2 separate regions of the Mus musculus genome follow, and region 2 is linked to region 1. The links are chromatin contacts, called in public HiChIP or PLAC-seq maps. All regions are on one chromosome and are shown on one strand. The core of a region is the stretch at or near the end of the contact, and the rest is flanking DNA. Distances in the headings are between cores, read along the strand shown.

Region 1 (5,569 bases), core at 2,841-5,340:
GGAGACATGGTTCTCTGGCTGTCTGTCTTCAATGATGACTCCATTGCCAGCAACAAGGGCTGTCTCACAGCGGACAAAACAACAAAACCAAAACAACAAAGAAACCCAAAGTCTAGTGCTAACATCTGGGTCCCTTGCTTCTGATTCCATCACAGCTGGCTCTGTGGAACCTCTGCACTTTCATGGATAGTAAGAATGAAGATGTTGGGTACCGGTGTCCAATGTCTTTCATGGCCCCTGTGCCCAGAATAGATCTCTACTCCCACCAGAAGGTAGTTGAGATGACAATCATCAGGGGCGACTGCCTGCACTCACTGTCACTGGTGTGATAGATTTACTATCAGGCCAGGACAACTTTCTACATAATTTTTACAATGAGAACATAATCCAGGATTGCCATGTGTAGTTTCCGTCTCAGACTCTCTCTCTCACTGTCTGTCCATGTACTTGTATGAGAGTGTGTATATGGGAGTGTGTGTGTGTGTGTCTTTGTGTGAGAGTGAGTGTATGTGTGTATGCACATGCGCTCATATGTTTTGCTGGGAATTGAACCTATGACCTCATGCATGCCAGGCAAGCATTCTACCATTGAACTATGTTGTCAGCCATGCAAGTGTAAACCAAAGTCAACAAACAAAACTAACGTAAAATGAGTCTCTGTTGAACTATGTTGTCAGCCATGCAAGTGTAAACCAAAGTCAACAAACAAAACTAACGTAAAATGAGTCTCTGTTGATGCTGCTAGGAATGAACCCAGGGCTTCACACATGCTAACACACTCCCAGCAATGAGATGATTCTCAAGTCTCCACCAGTGCAATATTCTCTAGTTCAAACAATTTTAAATCTCACCTGCTGAGTAGGCGAGTTAATTTTACAGGTGCTGAAGGTCTGCCATAAAAAAGAGGAAGGAGTCAGGAAGAGTGGCATGCAAAAGTAGCTCTAGCCCCTCAGCGGGGTGGGGGTAGGGCTCCTGAGTTCAAAGTCAGCCAGCAAGTGGCAAGACCTTGTCTCAAAAAAGGAAGACTGGCTCCGTGGTTAAAGCACTGACTGCTCTCCCTGCGGCTCTGGGTTCAAGCATCAGCATACATATGGTAGCTCACAAACATCTATAACTTGAGTTCTAAAGGGATCCAATGTTCTCCTTTGACCACATGGTGCACAGATACAGAACAGACAAAACACCCATGCATGTAAATAAATATTTTTTAAAGGAGGGGAGAATAGAGGGCAGAGGCACACAGCTCAGTGGGTGAAGTTAATTGACAGTGAGCTCAAACCCTGGGACCATATTGGAGAAGGGGGAACAGATTCCCACACGTTATCCTCTGACTTTCACATATGTGTGATGACAGAGTACACTTAAACCCCACTGTACACAGCACATACAATCACCCCCACATACAGAGCATACCCAAGCCCTCCCACACAGCACACCCAAGCCCTCCCACACAGCACACCCAAGCCCTCCCACAGAGCACACCCAAGCCCTCACACAGAGCACACCCAGCCCCCCCCCACAGAGCACACCCAAGCACACACACACCCCCACAGAGCATACCCAAGCCCTCACACAGAGCACACCCAAGCTCCCCACACAGAGCACACCAAGCCCTCACACAGAGCACAACCAAGCTCCCCACACAGAGTACACCCAAGCCCCCCCCCAATACAATCACTCCCCAACATATACAGCACACCCAAGACAATACAAACCATCACACCAAAGAAACCACAACCTTAAAGCACCTCCATGAAACAGTCCACCCTAGAGCAGGAAGGTGACATTCTTTTTCTCCCAGTACTGGGGATGAACCTAGGACCTCCCATATGCCAGGGAAACACTGAGCTATGGCCCCAGCCTTCTTTGTGTCTGTGTGTGCCCAAGCCTGCTAACAGGAGTGTGATTCCCAGGACCCATGTGGTAGAAGGGAAAGAACTGAGCCCAAGTTATTCCTTGACCTCATACACACGCCATAGAACGTGTGTTCTCTCTCATACACAGTGTATAGATAAACAATTTTAACAAATAAAATAAGCAGGCATAGTGGCAGATGCCTTTAATTCCAGCATTCAGAAAGCTGTATGTTCAAGCCAGCTTGGTTTACATGGAAAAGAAAGCTCATGGCCAGCCAATGCTACATTAGAGGTCCTTCCTCAAGACAAGTCAATCAAACAAAAAAAGAAATTACTGTTTGCAAAGAGTACCTACAATTGCTCTCCCTAACTTTTGGGGTTTAGATCCCCAGTCAAGAAGAGGTAAAGATGGAAATAATAAAAATCAAAGCAACAGCATTTACTAGTCACAAGAGTGACGTAATGCTATGGTCTCTTGGGGACCCTCTCCTTCCCCCACTGCCCAGAAAGTACTTTACTGGCTTCTCATGGCAATTTGTGAGGCTAGAGAGCTAGGTGGGAGAATTCCCTTATTGGAGACAAGGGAAGTTTGGAAGTGTGAGACTCAGACAGATGAAGCTTTGCCCTGGCTGGCAAAAGAAGTTGACTACAGTTACTATGCAACCTTCATATGTCACTCCTTGGAATGGGTCTGTGTCTACGGGCTAACAAGATGAGTCAGTGGGTAAGGCCGTTTGTCATCAACCTTGATAACTGAGTGTGATCTTAGGATCTTCCTTCTACCAACTCCTGCAAGTTGTCCTCTGACTTCTACAAGCATAGCACAGCACATACATTAAATAATAAATAGTTGTAATACTTTTTCAGTCTAGAAAGGTAAGCTCCTAGTGACAGAAAGTAAATTGGTCCTGAGGGCTAGGGGCTGGCTAGACCAGAGATGCAGCTGATGCCTGAGAGGAACAGCTTTCAACAGAGTTAGGTACGGAGATGGACGTGTGATTTTTTTGAATATACTGAAAGCCACTGGATTGTACATTTAAATGGCTAAGTTGAACAGCATGCGGCTTATATTTTCACAAAGTTTTCAGAAAAAAAAAAAGAGAGAGAATAAGAAGGGAGGGGTACCCTTGACAATAAATAGCTGTGCACACTGCAGCAAAGCCTTTCAGCACTCTCTTTGATAAATATGAGTCCCCACAGCAGGGTTGCCATCTCCTTAAACTCCTCCTGTGGCCAGACCCCAGCTCCCCAGCTCCCCTTCCTATGCCAGCAGGACTCTTTTTCAAGTGGCCAGCAGGCTTTCATCTTGTAGGAGACCAAAGCTTTTCTGGTCTCTTTATTATTTTAAGATACAAGAGACTGAACCCAGGCCTCCGGCTTACTAGGAAAACACTCCAGCCATCCAGCCACAGACCAATCCCTTAAGCTTGGTTTTCTGACTGCTTTCCAGAAGCAGGAAACCCAGGCTTACTTTCTATGGTCATGGTCTGAGGCCTGAGGCTGCCAGGGTGGAGTCTCCCAGGCTTTAGGCAGGGACACATCTCTGCCCAGTGAGTCAGCACACTCTGGCTCACCCAGCTCATTCTGGAGTGACTGTATCTTTCCCCCCAAGCTGCTAGAACCACCCTCAGTGCGTTAACAGCATGGATACAATTGAGGATGAGAAGGTGTAGCCAGCAGGTGTGCCCACTCGTGCAGCGGAGCAGTTTGCTGGTGCAATCAGCCATCCCCACACAATTTTTAAAGTTAAGATTCTGCCCAAGGTGCCAGGCATGGTAGCATATGCCTTTAATCCCAGCACTCGGAGAGGCAGAGGCAGGTGGATTTCTGAGTTCGAGGCCAGCCTGGTCTACAAAGTGAGTTCCAGGACAGCCAGGGATATACAGAGAAACCCTGTCTCGAAAAACCAAAAAACAAAACAAGATTCTGCCCAAGCCATTCTATTGCTAGTAAGTACATTCTCTGCACAGGCAAAGCCATATGAACAAGAAAACACTGTCCTCCAGGGAAATGAAATTCAGCTATTAAAGACAATAAGCAAATAAATGAAGCTCTGGGCTGGATCACAGACACTGAAAAAAAAAAAGATACAATTAAAAATGAGTCACAAGATATAGAGAGATACAAATTGCAGTTATTAACAGCAGGACTCGAAAGGGGGATCTCTAGGGAGGGACTACAGTCCCGCCACCTCCCAGGCATGTGACTTCATTTCCATTTACCATCTGGCAAACGGCCAGCTGTCTGGGCTATAGGGATCACCGTGTACATTGTACTGAGTAAGGCACGTACTGCAGAGCCTGTCCAGACCACAGGCAAGTTACGGAAGTTAGAGTTCATGTCAGCTCCCAAGGGGATATGGGAGGATGGCCTCCAGGGTGGAAACCTGTTTATAATTCTCCATGGGAACAAAGAGAAGAAAATCAGGGTGAGATACGCCCTCACAGACCTGGGCTGAGGGGGGAGGCACACTTTCACTTTTGTTTAAATGATACAGTTTAGGTTGTTTTACTTTGTATATACATTATGCATAGATTATCTAGATCATAACATTTATTTTTTAAGTTTGTATATATAAGGGCTACAGAGACAGCTTAGCAGTTAAGAGCACTGGCTGCTCTTGCAATAGACTGAGGTTTGATTCCCAGTATATACATGTCGGCTCAAAACTCCAGTTCTTTGGAATCCCACACCCACTTCTAGCCTCCAAGGACAACAGTGATGCACACACACATGCACGTAACACACACATGCAGGTAACACACCCATACAGGTGAAATAAAAAAAATTCTAAAAGTTTACATGTGTGAATTTGCAATACATAAAATACATTTGCTTACATTTATATATATACAAAGACTTTGTGACTATATTTGCATATATTTAAAGTGTGTGTGTGTTATTTTTGCAGTAAGGAGGAACAAAGTCACTGACATTTTTCTCAAAGGGCTGGGCTTGCTGTTTAATGGTAGTACACTGGCCTAGAATGTAACCGTCTCTGAGTTTCAATCCCTAGCACTTTGAGAAAAAAAGTCCTTTCAAAAGGACTGAATTGGTGTTGGCGAGACAGCTAAATGGGTGAGGTCACACTTGTGACACAAACACGGCAACCCCACTGGATTCCTGGATCTTGAAGGTGGAAGAAGAGGACCCACTGCAGAAAGTTGTCCTCTGATCTCCACACAAGTGCCAGGGCACAAACACATATGCATATATACACAGTAATTGAATAAATATGTAAATGTAAAGTAATAAAATAAATATAATGTGTAATGGGGGAGGGGAGAAGAAAATGTAGAAGGGGGCCCAGTGTGGTGGCACACACTTATAGTCCGAGCACTAGGGAGGGATTCTGTACAAGAGCTCCAGGCCAGTCAGGGAGAGTTTGGAGGCCACCCTGAACTACAAGAGACCCTCTCTTACATTGCCGAAGGGTCGTGCCTTTACTCCCAGCATTTAGAGGCAGAGGCACAGTCAGTTTCTGAGTTCAAGGCCAGTCTGGTCTACATAGCAAGTTCTAGGACTGTCTGGGACACACAGAGATACCCTGTCTAGACACACACACATACACACACACACACACACACACACACACACACACACACACACCCCTCCACAAAAAAAGCCCAAACCAGTGTGGGGAGGTTGGGGAATAAATAGATTTGGGAGGATAGCAGGAGGAACAGAAGTAAATTAAATCAAAATTCTTGAAA
Region 2 (5,594 bases), core at 884-3,383, 180 kb before region 1:
CAAACTACTCAATTCTAGAGCAAGGAGTCTGAAGTGGGTTTCCTCCAACAGGTAGAAGAAAAGGGAACTAATTTGTTTTGAAACTGACAATCATATAAAGTACTGAATGTAAGCACTTCCTAAAGGAAAGATTCTCACACCTCTATTACTCAGAAAGAATTTCTGCAAGGGTGACTCACATGATTTCTGAAGAAAGAATTAATGGCACAGAACAGAAATTCAATACATCCAATTTTAGGAACAAACATCAACCTAAATTGTATAAACTCAACTCCCAATACAAAATAACAAATGTTTGCTGAAGCAAATATAAGCCAAGCTCATTCAAACAAGAATGAAAATTAAGTAAGAAATCCTGAGGGATGACTTATAGTGCCTGAAAACATGTTTAAGGAACAGATGATAGACTGGGGATCCAGACATTTAGCAAAAACTTGGTTCAAACCTCAAGGGGAAAGAAAACAAAAGCAGAGCACAGGAGGCCTGTTAAACATCATGACTGGTTGCCAAAACTTGGCCTTACATATGTTTAAAAATTCAACTAAGAAGTGATAAATAATATTTATAGGTTAATATGTATAAAGTATTTTCTGTAGGTATTTGAAGGAACCACTCTCAGGGCAGAGAATTCTACACTAAAGTTAAAAACTTCCTAGTGAACCTAAATATGATGTTAAAAACAAATGCTGGACCTTCAAAACAAGTCGTTGCCTATTGTTGGGCTAAATAATCAGATCCCTGCCAGTGGGGTGCGCACCTAAGGCACAGGCCTCCCCTTCAGCAGAAGAACCCCACTAGAAGGACGGCTCTCAAGTTCCACACTTCACAGCCTGCTGCCAGGAGTTTGTTTGCCTGCTGCACTGGTGGCTGTGGTGGCTGAGGTGGGTGCACATCTTTACTCTCAGTGCTCTGGAGGTGGATCTCTGTGAGTCTGAGCCAGCTACACAGAGGAGCCCTATCTTGAAAAAAAACAAAAACAAAACAAAACCCCAAAACAAACAAAGAAACCCCTCAGCTCAGCTGGGTGGAGTGGCATACTCCTTCAGTCTAGCACTTGAGTAACAGAGGCAGGTGGATCTCTTGGAGTATGAGACCAGCCTGGTGAGACCCTGTCTAAAAGACAAAACAACAAAAAAAACAAGAATCTCAGAACCGACCAAATCATAACCTACCTTTTAACACCTTCTCCGGGTAGTTCCACCTACTTCAGAGCAGGCAATGCACTAAATGCACTAAATGACCACAGATAGAGAGATTAACTAAGTTACCTGCAAAGTTATAATGAATTTTAAAAGTCTAAGTACACAGAGCTCCAATAGTGGGCCTTCTGTCAAGGATTTTGACAGGTACAAATACTGAAGGAGAGGTAGTCTCTAGAACAAGGCACCATTCACCTTTCCTTTTTTAAACCTAAGAATTAAAAAAAAAAAAGTGTGTGTGTTGGGGGGAGGGGAGAGTAGGGATTCTCATATTCACTTACCCGTTAATAGATGTTCTAGACATAAACAGGCTAAAAACAGATGATACAAAAGAATGATAGAGTTGGATAAATAGCCAGCCAGATTTCTCAATGCTGTTGTTTAAGAAGATCTGTGTTCCTTGGTCAAGATAACTCTGAACAAAGACAGACTGAAGTGATTCGCATAATTTCTCTCTGTTGCACACATACCACTATGAAAGAAAAAAAAAAGATTAAACATAGTTGATGCAATTCCTAAGAAATGTAACAACAAAAAAACAGAAGTCAAATATAATCTAAGATCTTCAAATATAATCTCACCACCCTGAGGCCGATCATCATCTTTTCTGCCCATGTGACTCACAAGTACAAAATCCTTCCTCAGGCATGACTTCCCACTCCCCACTCTTCCTCCAGCCCTCTAGGGGTCATGCAGCACAACTAGACCATCAGCCCAGGTCTTAGAAGCCCAACCCAAGGGAGGCTGGAGAGATGGCTCAGCGGTTAAGAGCACTGACTGCTCTTCCAGAGGTTCTGAGTTCAATTCCCAGCAAGCACATGGTGGCTCACAACCATCTGACACCCTCTTCTGGTGTGTCTGAAGACAGCTACAGTGTGCTTACATATAATAATAAATAAATCTTGGGGGAAAAAAAAAGAAGAAGCAGCCTTACCCAAGGCTTCACTCACAACGCAGTCAAGTCACAAGATCTTCCCTGGCTGAGATTCACTTAGCATTACCAAGCTAACAGCTAGCATCATTGTGTTTAAATGAAACTCCACATAAACCAATGACACACCTCAAATCCACCAACCAAATCAGCAGCAGAATGAGCAAGAATTAATTGGTACTCTGGAAACTACACCAGGTTGCCTGCCTTCTTCAGAGATAAAGAGATGCTTTAGCAGCATGCTCACCAGCAACCCTCAAGAGACTGCAGGATGAGCTCACGCAGTCAAGAAGACCAAGTGAAGGCAACGAACGAAACGAACGAAAGAGTTCTAGGAATAGGCTCTAGCAAGAACATATTTTAAAAATAAAATTCCACAACTACCGATAAAAGTTAACCTAATCAATGCATGGCTCAGTAGTTAAGAGCACTGGCTGACCTTCAGAGGACCCAGGTTAGTTTCTGAGCACCCACACAGCAGTTCACAGACATCTGTAACTCCAGCTTTAGGAAATCCAATGCCCTCCCTCTTCTGTCCTCCATGGGTCCTTCATGTACATGGTCATGTATATACACGCAAGCAAAACACTCATACACATAAAATAAATTTATTTCATTTATTTATTTAGCTCACCTCCCAAAACATACATTTCCCATTAATGTAGCAGAAAAGTGGGAAAGTAAGTTTATGACAGCTTCAGTGTCAGACCCATAAGCAAGTCCTAGCTCTGTAACTCCTATGTGAGTTCAGACAAGTGTGAGCTCAGACTATCATTCCTTAGCAGGCAAGTATGATACTACCAGTATCCACCTAGGTAGAGTAGAGGATTAAACAAAATAATGCAGGCAAGTCCTCAGCACAGGACAGAGCACACTGTGAGAGACCTGTGCAGGTTAGTAGTAGTGATCCCCTTAACACAGTCAGATAACAAGACCATTAAATACACTGGACTCACTCAATGCATTGTTAGGAAAATACTAATTTTTCCAAATAAGAAGTTTATTAGTCAAAAGTGACTTGTTTAACCCTGACAAATCTGTCCATTTACCAGCAGTAAGTGTTCCATAACTTCCTGCACAATTAATGGAGCAATTCTGCAGTCATCCTATGCTTACTCAATGGCCAGTGCAATCAGTCTTCCTGACACAAGAAACCAACTGTAAGCCAGCAAAAACACGCAGAAGGTCACATTAAATGTCAACGGTTCATCCTTTATAGACTCTATATATCCCAAACTGAGTAAGTCAAACCTTTCTTGTTCTTGCCTACTCTGTACTAACCTGCTGTTTGACCACCATTATCAAAACTGCCTCGACTTGACCCGGAACTCCTTGTTGCCTCTACCCTATAGTGACAAGCTATAAGATGGCTTAAGCTCATAGCCTACACTTCTCTCCTTGGTCTGGAAATGTTCTTGCTTAATCATTTACTAATCCTTAAAACTTACTGAGCCTGAAGCTATGCCCCAGTACAGCTCATAAACAATTTTTATTATACTCGTGACCTTGTGCACATTCTGATTTACACACACACACAGTACTCTGAAATGACTAATCAAGTTGAAACCCAGTACACTGCTAACAGGAAATCAAGAGCATTCTATTAATGTGGGCAAGAGGTCATCTATCTGAAAACCAGGAGCTAAGAATTTCTTGGCATCCATTTGTAAACGGACAACAAGAATAGCAATGGATTCAGACTTCCAGAGGAAAAGCAACAGTGGCATCATTAACTGCTGTGATTTATTATTTTCAAGCACCAAGGGAAAAAAATCCTCAAATTTTAATAGCACATTTTTCTATTCATAAATACTAACACAGTGGTTGAACCTTTCCTACCACAGAAGCTTTCTGGGGTATCTGAATAAAAATGGCCTCCATAGGTTCTTCTATTTGAATGCTTAGTAACCAGGGAGCAGCACTATGTTAAAGGATTAGAAGGATTGGCTGTGGCCTTGCAGGAATGGAGAAGTGTGTCACTGGGGGTGGGCTTTGAGGTTTCAAAAGTCCATGTCAAGCCATCCCTCTCTCAACCTGCAGATCAGGACATAACTCTCAGCTACTGATCATGTGCCTCCCTGCCATGATAATAATGGACTAACCTCTGAAACTGTAAGCAAGCCCTCAATTAAATATTTTCTTTTATAGTAGTTGCCTTGGCCATGGTATCTCTTCACAACAGTGACAGAAGTTGATTAGGAAATGGAATTTGCTGCAGAATAAAAAGGAGTAAAAGGTTTCCATGTCCCTCCTGACCAGTTATGTGATACAAGCCTCAAGTCTACAACAGCATTTATCATCACTAACAAAAGGCAGAAACTAAACTGTCAATCAAACCGATGAGCAAAAGAGGTGTGGTGAATGCATACAAGAGAACAGTATTCAATCATAAAAAGAATGAAGTGCAGGCTCATGTTCCAGAGGGTGAGCCTTAACCACATACTAAAGCAAAACAAGCCAGACACAAGATCACACACTGTACAATTATTCTGCTTAGAATAAACATCTATGATATGGAAATCCAGAGACAAAAAACAGATTTTGTGGCCCAGGCCTTGGGCAAAGAGACAGTAGGGACTGGCTACTACTAGACTATTATAGGCTCCTTTTTGAGGTAATAATAATAATTTTTTTAAAAAACTCAAAATCAGGTATTAGTGATGCACAACTCTGAAAATATTAGAATCTATCAAATTATACATTTTAATTTTTATGAGGACTATGGAGATATCTCAGTTGGTAAAGTGTTTGCCTTGCAAACATGAGGACCTTAATTCAATGTCCAGAACCATGTAAATGAAGAAGCCAGGCATGTGGTGTTAAATTTATAATCCAGTGCTGGAAAGGTAGAGAAAGATAAAGTCCTAGGGCTTCCTGGCCAGCCAGCCTTGTCATACCTATCTGGCAAGTTCCAGGCCAGTGACGAAGAGAACACAGAGAACAAAGTAGACAGCTCCTGAGGAATGACAGCTAAGGCTATTTTTTGCCACCCACACTCACAAACATGCACACACATACAGCTACACTGTTTTCATAGCAAACACACCTACATGTGGTGGGGAGTTTGATCCTATAGAAATTAAGCACTCTGAAAACACAAGTGACCTATCAAACCTGGGTGTAAATTTTAATAACATAATAACTGTCAAAGTGTTCACCATGGTTTCTAAGGCCTTACCTCACAGCATGTGCTACCCTGACACTGGCCCTTACTCTCTTCTAAAGGCTCCTTTCCCATGGCTATTTCACATGCCGTTTGTTCTGACCACTGTTCTCCCCTCCTGGTTAGTCCAGTCCCGATAAAGCATTTCCTCAGTTTCTCTGAACTTCCAGAGTAGCTTAGAGTTCCCAGTACTAAGCCCCCCTCATATAACCCATGTATCTCCTTAGCAACATGTATGCCAGCTGAATAGTGACTAAACAATTACATATTTGGCATCTATCCTCACAGACTGGAAGATTCA

The links. HiChIP or PLAC-seq counts read pairs in DNA pulled down with a chosen protein or histone mark.
Region 2: an H3K4me3 HiChIP or PLAC-seq map of bone marrow-derived macrophages shows a contact between it and region 1, with 5 times the contacts expected there. The contact joins two enhancer-like sites. A contact is called at or near these places in 4 of 39 promoter capture datasets (the C10 cell line, the HPC-7 cell line, embryonic stem cells and 1 more), 1 of 115 datasets of contacts at active chromatin or transcription factors (bone marrow-derived macrophages) and 2 of 9 other capture datasets (adipose tissue and liver).

Annotation. Positions count from the first base shown.
Region 1 is chr7:120,863,867-120,869,435 of GRCm38.p6, reverse strand. All of the region lies in intron 2 of Eef2k (eukaryotic elongation factor-2 kinase), which reads right to left. All of the region lies in intron 2 of Gm15774 (a long non-coding RNA gene), which reads left to right. Among named protein-coding and RNA genes, the nearest start is that of Gm15774, 14 kb to the left of the region's middle. Within about 2 kb of position 4,090, at least 232 of the 459 cell types and tissues checked have an H3K27ac peak or open chromatin away from gene starts, as enhancers often do. A contact at or near this core is called in bone marrow-derived macrophages, where this site is marked.
Region 2 is chr7:121,043,915-121,049,508 of GRCm38.p6, reverse strand. Mettl9 (methyltransferase like 9) reads right to left here. Exons shown (of 5, transcript NM_021554.2): 2 at 1,481-1,671. Among named protein-coding and RNA genes, the nearest start is that of Gm27991, 6.2 kb to the right of the region's middle. Within about 2 kb of position 2,133, at least 27 of the 459 cell types and tissues checked have an H3K27ac peak or open chromatin away from gene starts, as enhancers often do. A contact at or near this core is called in bone marrow-derived macrophages, where this site is marked.